Linked DNA regions of Danio rerio: region 2 is linked to region 1. The links are chromatin contacts, called in public HiChIP or PLAC-seq maps. All regions are on one chromosome and are shown on one strand. The core of a region is the stretch at or near the end of the contact, and the rest is flanking DNA. Distances in the headings are between cores, read along the strand shown.

What was found. HiChIP or PLAC-seq counts read pairs in DNA pulled down with a chosen protein or histone mark.
Region 2: a contact with region 1 is called in an H3K4me3 HiChIP or PLAC-seq map of embryo, with 5 times the contacts expected there. The contact joins the promoter of aebp2 here to the enhancer-like site in region 1. A contact is called at or near these places in 4 of 18 Hi-C or Micro-C datasets (caudal fin, embryo and skeletal muscle) and 2 of 4 datasets of contacts at active chromatin or transcription factors (caudal fin and embryo).

The regions. Positions count from the first base shown.
Region 1 is chr4:3,089,999-3,096,887 of GRCz12tu, forward strand. pde3a (phosphodiesterase 3A, cGMP-inhibited) reads right to left here. Exons shown (of 17, transcript XR_012401709.1): 15 at 4,632-4,896; 16 at 253-4,538; 17 at 1-63. Among named protein-coding and RNA genes, the nearest start is that of slco1c1, 34 kb to the left of the region's middle. Within about 2 kb of position 4,348, at least 8 of the 62 cell types and tissues checked have an H3K27ac peak or open chromatin away from gene starts, as enhancers often do.
Region 2 is chr4:3,282,437-3,289,704 of GRCz12tu, forward strand. It overlaps aebp2 (AE binding protein 2), which reads right to left and starts at 4,629. Exons shown (of 8, transcript NM_213494.2): 1 at 4,079-4,629. The coding sequence starts at 4,503.

The DNA.
Region 1 (6,889 bases), core at 3,098-5,597:
TGTGAGAGAATAACAGTTTTATGTAAGGCAGTGGTCTCAAACTCAATTCCTGGAGGGCCGCAGCTCTGCATAGTTTCTCTCCAACCAGCTTCAACTCACACCAGCTTAATTGTCCATAGTAGTCTTGAACACCTTGATTAGTTGGATCAGCTTGATTAGAGTTGGAGCAAAACTGTGCAGAGCTGCGGCCCTCCAGGAATCCAGTTTGACACCATTGATATAAGACAAACAGCCTTTTCCAGGGAGACGCACCACCACGGCACACTGCACTGTTTTATATTTGTCACAGATTGAGACTGACTGCAACAATGTTTAGAGCTTTTAGAGTTGTGTTTATCGCTCGGTGTGTGACTCAGGATCTCGTGTTTAGGACCAAAATACACTCCCCAAAAAGTTTGCTTTGGTGAGCGAAGTTTTCGAACTGCAGAAACAAACTTAAAACTAACTTAGTTGTAACTGGATTTTGTTCACAATTATGTCATTTCAGCTCTTTTTTCGATTTAGTTTGAAGTACACCAGTGCCTTTAACCTTCTCTTCCTTCAAGATATCAGTCATTAGTATGCCTTTTGAAGCCAGGGGATTGAAACTCCTTCAAGTTGGTCTCTGTCAAACTCCCCTCTTAAACCTCATTCGCTACCAGGTGTCAGACTCTTGAGCATGTCTTAAGTCCAGGGGATTGAGACTCCTAATAGCTGGCCTCAGTTACACTAACACCATTATACCTCACTCCCAGGTATCAGTCAATAGTATGTCTTTTGATGCCAGAGAATTGAGACACTTGCTAGCTAGCCTTAGTTAACTTAACTTCCTATCAGGTCTCAGACTCTTGTGCACATCTTCAATACAGACTCCTTCTAGGCTCCCAGGCTTATTGTGCCTTTAGATTCTGGCCTCTATTGGTTCTTGGTTTGTTGCTCATCGTAACTGAAATTACACAGCGGGAAAGTGAAATATTCAGACACTGCCAAACTTCATCAGAGGGAAATCTGACCACAACGGCCAAACCAACAATCAAAGATTGTAGCTTAGGATTTCAGGAATTATTTCGGATTTCCAAAATTTGTCTCAGGTGACCAAGTCATGACTGAAAAAGCACAGTGTGAGCAGAGCTATATTGGCCACGGGAGAGAGGCCTTTTTTACATTCACTCCCCTACACTTCACTCCCTACTAGCTCTCTGTCACTAGTCTGCCTCATGAGGACATGGGAGTGAGGTTTATACTAGCTGGACTGTGTTGCACACTCTCCGCAAACCTAGAGTCCCTGAAGCCTTCTAGATCTTCAAACCCAAATATAATCTGGAACACTCCTGGCTTGACAAGTAAGCAGACTAAAAAGAGGCCCTAATGTTTCTAGTGTGCATACTAGGGAAGTGAAGCACCTTCATTAAACTCCTCCACCCTGACCTAACACCTGGAACCAGTGTAACACATCCACTTGTATTGTCCTCCCTCTGAGCAGGAATCAAAACTATCAATCCTATTGTGGGAGGCAGGAACACTAACAAGGAAGCTAAAGGGTGTAGCCCTCTAGTGGTAGTCGCTAGTAGGCTAATTCCACAGTTTTTGTTAAGTCTCTCTGAATGCCGTCTAGATGGAAGCAATTCTGCAATATTGGACCACTGAGTGTTATCTTTGGTGACTCACTGCCGTGTGCCCTCAATGCTAATCACCGGGTATTGACATGCATTTATCAAACAGAGTGAAGTCTAGGCTTCCCATCATGCAATTATAAGAAAAACGGGCAGAGCTGCACTTCTTCCAAAGTGTCATGTTTTATATTTAGGTGTATAGTATTCATCTGGATTTGATTATAGGTTCATTTTATTTAGGGAACTATATACAGCAAAGACAGCTGTGTAATTTAACACTTTGATGCATGATGTCCACAACAGTGGACAGATTTTTAAAAGTCATATCTACGCCCTTACTATTACTCATTATCACTGTCCTCCTCGATGTTGAATGTTGACAACCTAAGTTTAAAATGATAAACGAATGTGATGCACAACAACTACTATCTTTTATTGCAGCGGACAGTAACGCTCTAAAAGTGCGTTATTTTGGGGGAAAAAGACTGGGAATTAATATATCCTTGCTTTAAAAAGGTAATAAAAACATTAAGACTATTTGTATTTGTGATTTAACAACTCATGCACCAAAGGGTTAATATCTCTGGCCTGGGGTTACAAATCTATGGCCTAAAGAAGAAGTATAATAAACCCTCTGAAAAATGGGGCCAAGTACAAATTAAAAAGCACTCATACTGCATCACTCACAACCACACAGCCTTTACATGCTGTCCCGGCCACTGCTACAGAGAACAAAAACTGTGTTTCATACTTTGGGTAGAATGGAATCGAAGTCATATTTGGCACACACACACACACACACGCGCGCGCACACACACTTGAGCTGTGTGAGATTTACACAGCGACAACAACGAAAAGAAAGAAAGTGCAGTTGGAAACGCTAACAATCTACTGTACACATACGGTCAGTATTGCTTAAATAATTCGCTGAACTACATTGCACCACGTTGCCTGATAGTATTAAGGCGATCGAAGGGGACGTTTGAAAGATGAGTGCCAAACGGGATTGAAGCACATGATCATCGCCTCCCCACCGAGGCGTTTTTAATTGGCTTTCCTTCAAAGTGACTGAAGGCATCGAACTCGGGCCTGATTAGACATTGGACTTAAGGTGATTAAGCTCACAGAAGTGTTTCATCTTACCGTCACCAGCAATCTGCCTCTTTCAGCACATCAAAGGAGAGCGCGGACAGCCGTGTCGACCGGTGCCCGTATCTCATGTGTGGCACATGGTCTTTGGATCCGCTCATGTGAGAGGGACAGCACTCGCCGTCTCATCCCTGGGGCAAAGGAGCTCACAGTCACTCATACGGCTGCGTGAGAGGACTGTGAAGCATGACTACGGCCTTGTTTGGAGGGCGAACATGCGACTGCGGGGGAATGCGGGAGCCTGAGGCTGTCCCGTCAGGCCATGCGCTCCAATCTGTGCCTTTGATCAACAAAACTTTCAGGAGCTGTTAAGTCAGCTCTCAAAACTTTCTGGAGCAGTTTACTAAGAAGCTTGAACGCAGGAGAAGCTCTGCTTGATATGGAGAGAAGGAAGTTTCTGTAGAGTTTCAGTTGGTTGGGATGACATGATGCACTATTGCATGTGGAATGCGCTGACTGAGCAATTATATCAAATTACCTGTAAAACAACGATTGGGCTACTGTTAAAAAGGCCATTGGCATTTTGAAGAACATACACTTTAAAAAGAAGGGCAACAACAAGATTCCCATTTGTCCTCCCAATTTAAGATTCAAAAGATTATAAAGTTGCAAGAAAGTCTGTAAAAACCAATGACTCCTTATTGGAAAACAGTCTGATCCTGAGAAACGCAAGATCTCAGTTCATGGACTGATGGAATGGTGAGAGAAAAAGGTGAGGGAAGAGAATGACAAGCATTCGAACTGACGCCTTCGGAAATGGGACAATGGAGCAAGGGTTTGCTATAGTGACCTCTGGATAAAAAGGAAAAGAAAACAAACAGCGATGGCGGGAAAGACATGGAAACGTATAGTGTTACACATTTTTGTAGCATTTGCACAAATGCATGCTGTTTCTGGAACGTCTGCTTCTATCCGTGGATGATGGGATACGTGAGTGAGGCAAAATGCCTTTAAGGAGACTCCTACCAGAGTCGACAAGAGTCACGCTGGATTGATTTCTCTTCTCGGACTTTGACATTAAGCTCCCCGGAAATGCTTGCTGAAGAGAACGGACGAGCCTGCAGAACTCGTGTAGCCGCAGGTCACCTGTTGTAGTTTGGGGATTTAAGGTGCAGCTGGATGTGTTTCGCCAGAAGGATTTGCAAAACTGACCAACGTCTAGAAAATATAGGAAACCCCCTGGAGAACTCTATGTCCTGGCCAATTTTAGCATCAAAGCTCACTTTACTGGAGTGTCTAGCGCTAACAGTTCAATGTTACTCACCCCCTTCCCACCCTGTTTCCTTTAGGCACATGTTCCCCAAGCATCTACAGTGTTGTGTCTAAGTGATGTGCTGGCAACCATTTCTTTGAAGTCTCACTTGCCAATAAAACAAAAACGTTCAGACAATGTTCTGGTCTAAAAATGGCAAGTCATTCATTCTGGATCTTTCTGGTCTTCGTCTTGTTTTCCCTCAATGTCTTCTACAGTCTCTGTGTTTTTCTCATCTGCTTCCTCTACAGTCTCGCCATCTGGTTCCTGTGTTTCATGCGTGTCTTCAGGTACGGGTCCCTCCTCTTCCTCTGTTGACCCCTCCCCTTGGTCATCCGTTGGCTCCTCCTTGCTCCCTGGCTCCTCCTCCTCTTCATCGATGGCCAGGATTGGCTCAGGGGTGGTGCTCAGGCATGTTGACTCCTCCCCTTCAGTCTGGCTCTGGGACTCCTCTGCAATGACCTTCTTCCACATCTCATGGTTCTCCAGCAGGTGATGGGAGATCTGGCAGAAGACTTTCCTTCGTTTCTTAGGTGCTGGTTTTTCTATCATAAAGCCGGTAAGTAGAGAGAGTGTTAACTGGTTCTTGCTTAAAACAAATAATCACAGATATAAAGAATCTAAAGTCCTGCACTCACGGGAGAGTTCAGAGCTGGTGGAGGCGTCCTCTTCCTCCTCCTCCGCTGTGTCCTCATCCTCCTCCTCGCTCTCGTCCTCCACCTCATCTCCATCTTTGGGCAGAGGGTGGACCCAGCGGCCAGGCATGAGCGCCGCAGAGTCATACGAGCTGCACAGAGGACCCACGATGTGTGTGATGAAGGACTCTTGCAGTTTGGCCAGCTGAGGTGCTGAGCGGTCCATGAAGGGGCTGATGGGAAGACCGAGACTGGACTCTTCATCACCCTGAAACAACACAATAAAGAGGAAATACTTTTAATTCAATTCAAGTTATTCATTGGCAGATTATGTTCCTAATTTTAAGGAAAAACTGTGAGAGACAAGATTTATCGTATATTAATGTTCATATATTGCATCTTTAAATATGATTTCACTTGATAATAATAATATTATACATTTATTATTTTAAAATACTGCTTAAATGCACACATAAATATTTAATAATGTAATCATTTAATAAATACTTGGTAAATTTCTATTGACTTTAGGTTTAAAGCTCTTTAAATCCATCTCCGTTGCTGAAATGTCAATTTTCTTCTGTTTTTCTTTGACTTGGTCCTATATCAGTATGTGTGAGTGCAGAGTGTGAAATGACGTCACTACAGCTAAAAGATGAAAGCATCTGAAATCATTTCACATCTACAATCAATTCAACCTAGAAAAAAAAAAACACACACACACACACTCACAGCAATCATGCATTTTATCTCAATTCAGAAATGCCCCATTCAATGCATTTTTTGTTCAACTATTCACTACAAAAAACAAATTATGCAGCACATCCCCTCACTATCCACTCCAATAAACTGACTTCTGCTAAATTTATTCTAATGACTGTAGGTTAAAAGCATTAAATAATAAAAATAATTTAAAAATCATGGATACTCAAATGCACACAGATAAATTTAATAATTTATTATTTTTTAAAATATTTTTTCAGGGTTTTCGCCTTTAATAGATAGTACAGTATAGAGAGTATAGACAGCAAAGCATGAAAAGCAGAAGAATCAGTAAAGGACCTTGAGGCGGGAATCAGACTCAAGTCGCCGTGAACACCGAGCACAGACAATCAGGTGATAACTGAATAATTTTTTAGTAAAATGAACAAAAAACATAATGCACAACCATCCAACCTTATACACTAATATAAAATAAAAAAGTAGAAATAAATCTGCAATGAATGCTTGATTATATGTTTAGATTCTTGCTAATATCCGGCTTAAAGCTCTTTAAATCCATCTCGGTTACTAAAATTTTTATTTTTTCTTCTGTTTTTCTTTGACTTGTTCCTATATGAGTATGCGTGAAGAGCAGCGTGTGAAATGACGTCACTACAGCTAAAAGATGAAAGCCTGTGAAATCATTTCACATCTATAATCAGTTCATCCTGGAGAAAATAAACACACATTCACAGCAACCATGCATTTTATCTCAATTCAGAAATGCCCCATTCAGTGCATTTTTGTTCAACTATTCACTACAAAAAACGAATTAAGTTAAAAGCATTAAAAATAATAATTTAGAAATCATGCATACTCAAATGCACACACACATATCGTCACCTTAGAATTAGCAGGTTCTATCTGACATTTTTGTCCAAATTGAGTTACTGACATACTCTTATTAAATGACAACTTATTTACATTGTGGGATGTTTTTTTAAAGTTGTTTAGATTTTAAGACTTTTTATTTACAAAAACAAATGTTACACGCATATGGTTTGCTCTGGAATGCAAAAAATTTAAAGGTCATTATCTCAAAGCCATTCAGAACGCAGAGAGAACCTTATAACTCCAAGGTGACAATATTTAATAATGCAATAATTTATTATTTTTAAAATAACTTTTTCAGGGTTTTTTCGCCTTTAATGGATAGGACAGTAGAGAGTATTGATAGGAAAGCATGAGAAGCAGAGAGAGGAAGGAACGGCAAAAGGACCTCAAAGCGGGAATCGAACTTGGGTCGCCGTGAAGACCGAAGTTAATGTGTTGACACATTAACCACATCGCCACTGGCACAGAAAATAATGTTATAACTGAATAATTATTTGATAAAATTAACAAAACCGCAATGCATAACAATCTAATCATACATGAAAAACAGGTCGGCCGTTAGGCAGAGCAACAGAAAAAAAAAGTGCGTGTATATTATACTAAGTAAACTAAGTGTGTTATTTCTTATGAAAATTGTTAAATACACACTAAATAACTTACGTCTC
Region 2 (7,268 bases), core at 3,379-5,878, 190 kb after region 1:
TCCTCACTAACATTTACTAATGAAACTTCATTGTAAAGTGTTTCCTATTGTACTTCATAATCTTTTTGCAATTTAATTTGGCTGAAACATGTGTTTACTCTAAACTATAAAGCAATACACTGAGTAGTTTTTGTTATTAGTATTTAAAGCAAGTATTAGTTGAACTATTGTTTGCAGATGAGGTCAATATTGTGATAATAGAGTATACAGTGCTAAAAGCTTCAGCAATTATTTGCAACCAGAAAATCTTGATACTGTCATAAGCCTAGTCTTATGTGATCGTTTACGTGTGGCCTGGCTCATATTCTCCCAGACGTCCCACACAAGAGCTAGATTCAAGCTGTCCAGCTGCCCCGAACAGCAGGGCTCAGGGCCTCCAGTTGGATTTGAAGAGCTTCATTCCCAGTGAAAGCTCCACAGAGCAGCAGGTCTGGCACAGAGCATGGATTCCCATCCGCACACACATTCCCTCTTTCTCCTTCCTCCACCGCTGGGCTGACCTGATACATTGTGCTCAATGTGAATTTGTTCCACCGTGCCTGCAGATACTCTGTAGAGATTTCCCATGTGCTGCGAGCCAGACGCTTTTAAAAACCATTGAGGACGAGCAATCCATTATCTCCAGCCTTTAGAGTAATGCAAATAACACCAGAGCCACCCGCGTATGATGAAGACAGGCATAAAGTGCTATAAAACATGCACAGCCGCACCCATGTTGCCCTGGTGATGCCAAAAGATGGTGAAAGGCCTCATGGGTCCGAGGGCACTATAGATGACGTAACACCAGTTTAAAGCCAAGTCAAGATAAGAAAGCTGCTCACAAATCCAAATCTGATAATAACTTCACTGTCTGTGCTTTATCCAGCAACTATACTTTTGAATGGAATATTCACTGGGTCTTTTCTTTATACAAAAAGGACAGTCACATTCTGACTAACATTTTCTTTTGCATCCTATGAAATCAAGACATTGATATTTTTCTGAACAATATTGTTATAAATATTGTTGTGCGTGTCATTATCGTGTAAATACATCAACTAACATTGTAAAGTGTGACCTATATTATCAACGTTGTTAATGTTGTGAATGTTGCTAATCTAAATCCTTACAAACGTTATTTCAAACCTTATTTGGGGCTTAAACAAGGCTAAACAAGCAGACTGGGCCACAAACAAGGTTGAAATATGTTTGTGACGATTTAGATTAGCAAAACTGATAACAATAACATTGATTATATATGTCAGACTTGACAATACAGGTACAATATGATATAATATGAGATATAAATAGTACAAATATTGTTATTTTTCACAACAGTGTGTGCTTTGATCTTAATCAAATATATCTTATGATTGTTTTATGCAGGGTATTTACACCTTTTTAAAGCCATATACAAGCACTTTTCAGATGGATTTTCAAACTTTTTCCAGGACTTTAAACATGGTAAATTACATATTAGGATACTTCATCACATTATAGCAGATTATATTTCTTATAGTATAGTATAGTTTTCTAAGAAAACATTCGGACTGCATTTTGGCCAGTGAATTATAGTCATTTGTCCTTTTACATGTAATTAACTTGCATCTTAAATGTATATTCATTTTAATTTCATGCATTGTTCACTCTTTAAGCAGTAATCCCTGTGCATTATGTTTTTATTTTAAGCAAAAGCTAAATTATTTATCTCATTTTATTTAAATATGTATCATTACCTATTACTTAGGATTAAATTAAATGAAAGCAACACTATTAATGAACAACACTTAACAGCATTTATTAATCAGTTTATTCAACATTTCCTAATGTATTATTAAACTCCAAATTCATGCATATCGTTAATATTACTTACAAGAACTCGCATCTAAATGTGTGGTAACACTTTACAATAAGGTTGTATTAGATAATGTTTGTATTTACTAACATGAACAAACAATAAACTATTTTTTTTCGTTAACTAACAAAGGTACAAATATTGTAATGAACGTATAATAAAGGGTTACCAATTACACATTTAAGCACTTTATCTGAAATCTGATGTTAATTGACAAAACAAACGTTGATATAATCGGCTAAAATATCAGTGTTTTGTAATCAGCAGACTGACACTTTCAAACTTTCAGCACTTTACAAGTGTGGCAAAAAAACATATTTAGACACTTCATCACATTATATCAAACTATATTAAACTATGTTTTTTGGCTAACTCCACTAAAGTCAGTAATTTTTTGCTTACATGTGTTGACTTGTTAATTAATAGCACCTAAAAGGCATCGTTAATTGACAAAACAGACATTAAATGTTGATATTATCGGCTGAAATATTGGTGTTTTGTAATCAGCAGACGTACATGCTTTCAAAATGACTGCACTTTAACTTTACAAGTGTGACAAATTACATATTTACATGCTTTAACATGAAATTATATCATATTATTTATTTTAAGATAACTCGAATACACTAGCACAATAAGTTTTTCACTCGCATATGTTAACTGTTAATCCAAACAGCTCCTAAACGGTGTTGTTGATCGACAAATCAGACGTTAAATGTTGACATTATCGGCTGAAATATCAGTGTTTTGTAATTAGCAGATTGACATGCTTTCAAACTTACAGCACTTTTACTTACAAGTGAAGCAAAAATTTATTTACATACTTTATCACAACATTATATTACACTATTATTTTTATGCTGACTCAAATCCACTAATGTTAGTACAGTAAGTTTTTCGCTCTCTTGTGTTAACCGTTGATCCAAACAGCACCTAAACGGTGTCATTAATCGACAAAAGAGACATTAAATGTTGATATTATCAGCTGAAATAGAAGTGTTTTGTAATCAGCAGACTGACACCTTTCAAAATTTCAGCACTTTAACTTATAAATGTGACAAATTGCATATTTTATCATCACATTATATTTTATGCCAATTTGAATCCACAAACAGTATTTCGTTTGCGTGTTGACCGTTAATCCAAACAGCACTTAAACGGCAGTAATCATCAAAACGTACGTTAAACGTTAAAATAATCGGCTGAAATATCGTTTTTTGTAATTAGCAGACTGACACCTTCCAAACTTTCAGCACTTTAACTTTACAAGTGTGGCAAAAAACAACGTATTTACATACTTTATGATAACATTATATTACATTATTATTTTTGCACTAACTCGAAACCACTAGTTTTTCACTGTCATGTGTTGACCATTAAACCAAACACCTTACGTTAAATGGCATTGTTAATCGACAAAACAAACGTTAAACGTTGATATTATCGGATGAAATATCCTGTTTTGTTATTAGCAGGTTGACATGCTTTCAAAATTTCAGCCATTTAACTTTACAATTGTGGCAAATTACATTATATACATACTTTATCATCACAATATACCATATTATTTATTGTAAGATAACAGGAATACTCTAGACCAGTCAGTTTTTCGCTCGCATGTGTTGACCGTTAATCCAAACAGCTCCTAAACGGCGTCATGAATCGACAAAAAAGACGGTAAATGTTGATATTATCGGCTGAAATATCGGTGTTTTGTAATTAAGTTAGCACAGTGACACGCTTTCAAACTTTCAGCTCTTTAACTTACAAGTTTGGCAAATGACATATTTACATACTTGATCATGACATTATATCAAATTATTTATTTTAAGATAACTCGAATAGACTAGCACAATAGGTTTTTCGCTCGCATGTGTTGACCGTTAATCCAAACAGCTCCTAAACTCGTTGATCGACAAAACAGACGTTAAATGTTGATATTATCGGCTGAAATAGCTGTGTTTTGTAATTAGCAGACTGACATGTTTTCAAACTCTCAGCACTTTAACTTACAAGTGTGGCAAATGACATATTTACATACTTTATCGTCATATTATTATGTTTATGCTAACTCAATAACACTAGCAGTAACGTTAAGTAACTAGCGTAACGGTCAACACGCGCGAGCTAAACTAGTTATCCAAACGGCACCTAAACGGCGTCGTTAATCAACAAAACGGACCTTTAACATTGATACTATCGGCTGAAATATCGGTGTTTTGTAATTAGCAGACGGACACGCACCTGTCCTCCGAGTCCATGCGGCTGAGAGGCTCTCCGTCCGAAGACGAGCTCATCATTTCCAGGCTCGCGCGGCGCTTCATTCCGGTGCCGCCGCCGCCGCTGTTTTTCTCCGCCGGTAAGGACACGCTCTCCTCCTCCCTTTGTTCTCTCTTCATCCGCTCCGCCGTCCCGTCCGCGCTACCGGGGCTCTTCTGCTGCTCCTTTTCGGTCTCCCCGTCTTCATCATTACCCCCGTCCCGCGTGGCTTCCTCTGGGCTTTGTTCTGTAGGCTCGTGTCCACCGGGCTTCTCGTCCGTGTCCGCTTCGTCCATCTTAACGGCCGGTTCCGGATCGGCGGCGCGCAGGCCCGACTCGCTCCCGTCGCCGTTTTTCTCGCTCGGGTTCGCTGACTCTTGCTCGGAAGCGTCGGAGGTCGTCGAAGCCATCGGGTTCCGCTGGTGTGTGCGCGGCCTGGCCGGGTTTACGCGACGGGAAACGGGTGAAACGCGGAGACTTTCGGTGAGCGGACGGATCGTGGAACTGCTGGAGGCTGATCGGGGAGGAGCGGGGGGGAGGAGTCAGCGTGACGTAAGCGCTTATTATGAATGGCTCCACGTGCTCGCAGGGCTAAACAGATCAAACAAAGTTCAGAAGTTTTCATAATAACTTTATTATGTACTAATATTATTAATAATAATACAAATAATAGACGCTTGTTATAAATGCATCCACGTGCTTGGAGCGCAATACAGATTAAATAAAGTCATGAAGTTTTCTTTGTAACTTAATTACATAATAATAACAATACTACTACTACTACTACTAATAATAATAATAATTAGATTAAAAATGTTGGGTATTGTTATTATTAACATGGACTAAGCCGAAAACGAGTGAATGAATGATTGTAAATTGTTAGTAGTATCCTATATTTAGTTTTACTTGTAGCATATATATTAATAACATTTGTATGAGAGAAAAGGTGCACACATCTTTACATTTATTTCCATTTAATACATGATATAATATTTGAGTTGTATTCATGATTTGTGGACATTTAGTACTTAAGATATTTGCATAAACCATAACATATGGGCTTATGTCTCAGCATTTTCCCTTGCAGTGTTTTTCCTCGGATTCCGGTTAAAGTGTATTGTCTGGTTATTATGATCTTTCATCTGCAGTTTTTCCTCCTTTATCTCAGCTGGGTTTTTCCAGTATTCATGATTTTACAGAACAATGATAAAATGAGTCAGATAACCCCTTCTGACATTTAAAGCGACTCTTCCGGGAAAACACCACCAGATGGCGTCACTTTCCCCTCATGGAAAATGTAGGCTGCACATAAGAACTGAAATCAACAATAATTCTGCTCCTGTGTATTAGATGGGATTTTCACCATTGTGAAGCTTAAAACAAATATTTTTATGAATAAATAAGACATTTATTTTACTGCAAGCATCATAAATAATCCCCTAATATTGACCAGGAGATGGCGCTGCTCTACTCTTTTGCAACACCGCATCAGAGCAGCAGATGGAGACAAAGATCAATTAATGAACACTCATCAAAATCATATCACCTAATAGAAGTTGCTTATATTATATCTTTTTATAGATTATGTTAAGGGATGTAAACAATGGTCCTAACGTATTTCCTGTTTTACATTTCCAATTTCCATAGCTTCCGAGAATCCAAAAGGGTCTGCATATTGATAATGTTAAGATAGCTATTTAATGTTAAGGTATGATTGAATTGCATCTTGATACAGTTATGAAACAGTTTGACAAGCAGGAAATGTTTTTGTGCCAACGATATCACCACATTAAAATGGTCTATTGTAAACATCACTATGTAATATTTCTTTCCATAATAATCAGTTATCTATCTATCTATCTATCTATCTATCTATCTATCTATCTATCTATCTATCTATCTATCTATCTATCTATCTATCTATCTATCTATCTATCTATCTATCTATCTATCTATCTATCTATCTATCTATTATTATTATATATATTATTATTATTATTAATTTAAATGTATTATTTAAATGAATTGAATTTATTCATAAATTGTATAAAATTTGGCCCAAGTATTTTGGTGAAATGTTTATCAAATAATAAATAAAACTAATTTAAATCTATTTTAATACATCTACACTACCTGACAAGAGTCTTGTCATAAATCAAAGCATGATCATATTTTATTTTGGTCAAATGAGCGAAATCTAGAGGCCTTTGTCTTTCATGGAAGCCACTTCTGATACCAAATGTTCAACTAGAAGTCAAGTTATCATTTGCTGTTCCTAAAACTCGCATAGGCGACAAGACTTTTGTCAGGTAGTGCATGTACAGGAGAGCACATCACACCTCTACTGGTTTCTCTACACAGGCTGCCAATCGACTTTAAAATTCAGTACAAAGTACAGCTGTGTGTTTTTAAATCCCTCCATGGCCCCTGAGCATATTTCAGAGCTAATTAATATACACCAACCTGTGAGATCTCTTCGCTCTAAGGATCTTCTCTATCTGCAAGTTCGAGGATCTGTCGAGGTGAGAGAGCTTTTTCAGTAGCAGCTCCAAAACTTCAGAACGATCTTCCACTCTCCTTAAGATCAGGTCCTACTTTTGATTGTTCTCAGAGCTCATTGCAAACACACTTATTTTCTTTAGCGTTTAATCATGTGTTGTGTGTTTATGTATTTTGGTTCTGAGTATGTTTGCATGTGTTCAATGTGTTTTTATGTACAGCCCTTTGGTACCCATTGTGGTTTGTTGAAAGCGCTCTAGAAATAAATGGAGTTAAGTATACACAAATTTAACCCCGCCGGTCCCACACCACCCAACTGAGAGCTGAGATCGAACCGGCGACTTTCAGCAAGAGAGTCGGGTGCTCTAACAAGGAGGCTAAAGACAATGGCCTCTGGCGTCTTGAGCACCTTTATCGGTCAGGGGAGTGTGGTTTACCTGCACAGCACTCACTAGCTGGCCTCCGTTACACTCACCCCCCTAAATCTCACACCCATCCGGGTCACGGCACCAATGTAACCCCGCTGGTCCTACACCACCCAACCCGCTACGAGCTGGAATCAAACCGGCAACCTTCCGCATGGGAGTCGGTTGCTCTAACAAGGAGGCTAAAGACCATGGACTCTAGCATCAGTCACTAGAGCACCTTTAGAGGTCAGAGGAGTGAAGTTTACCTG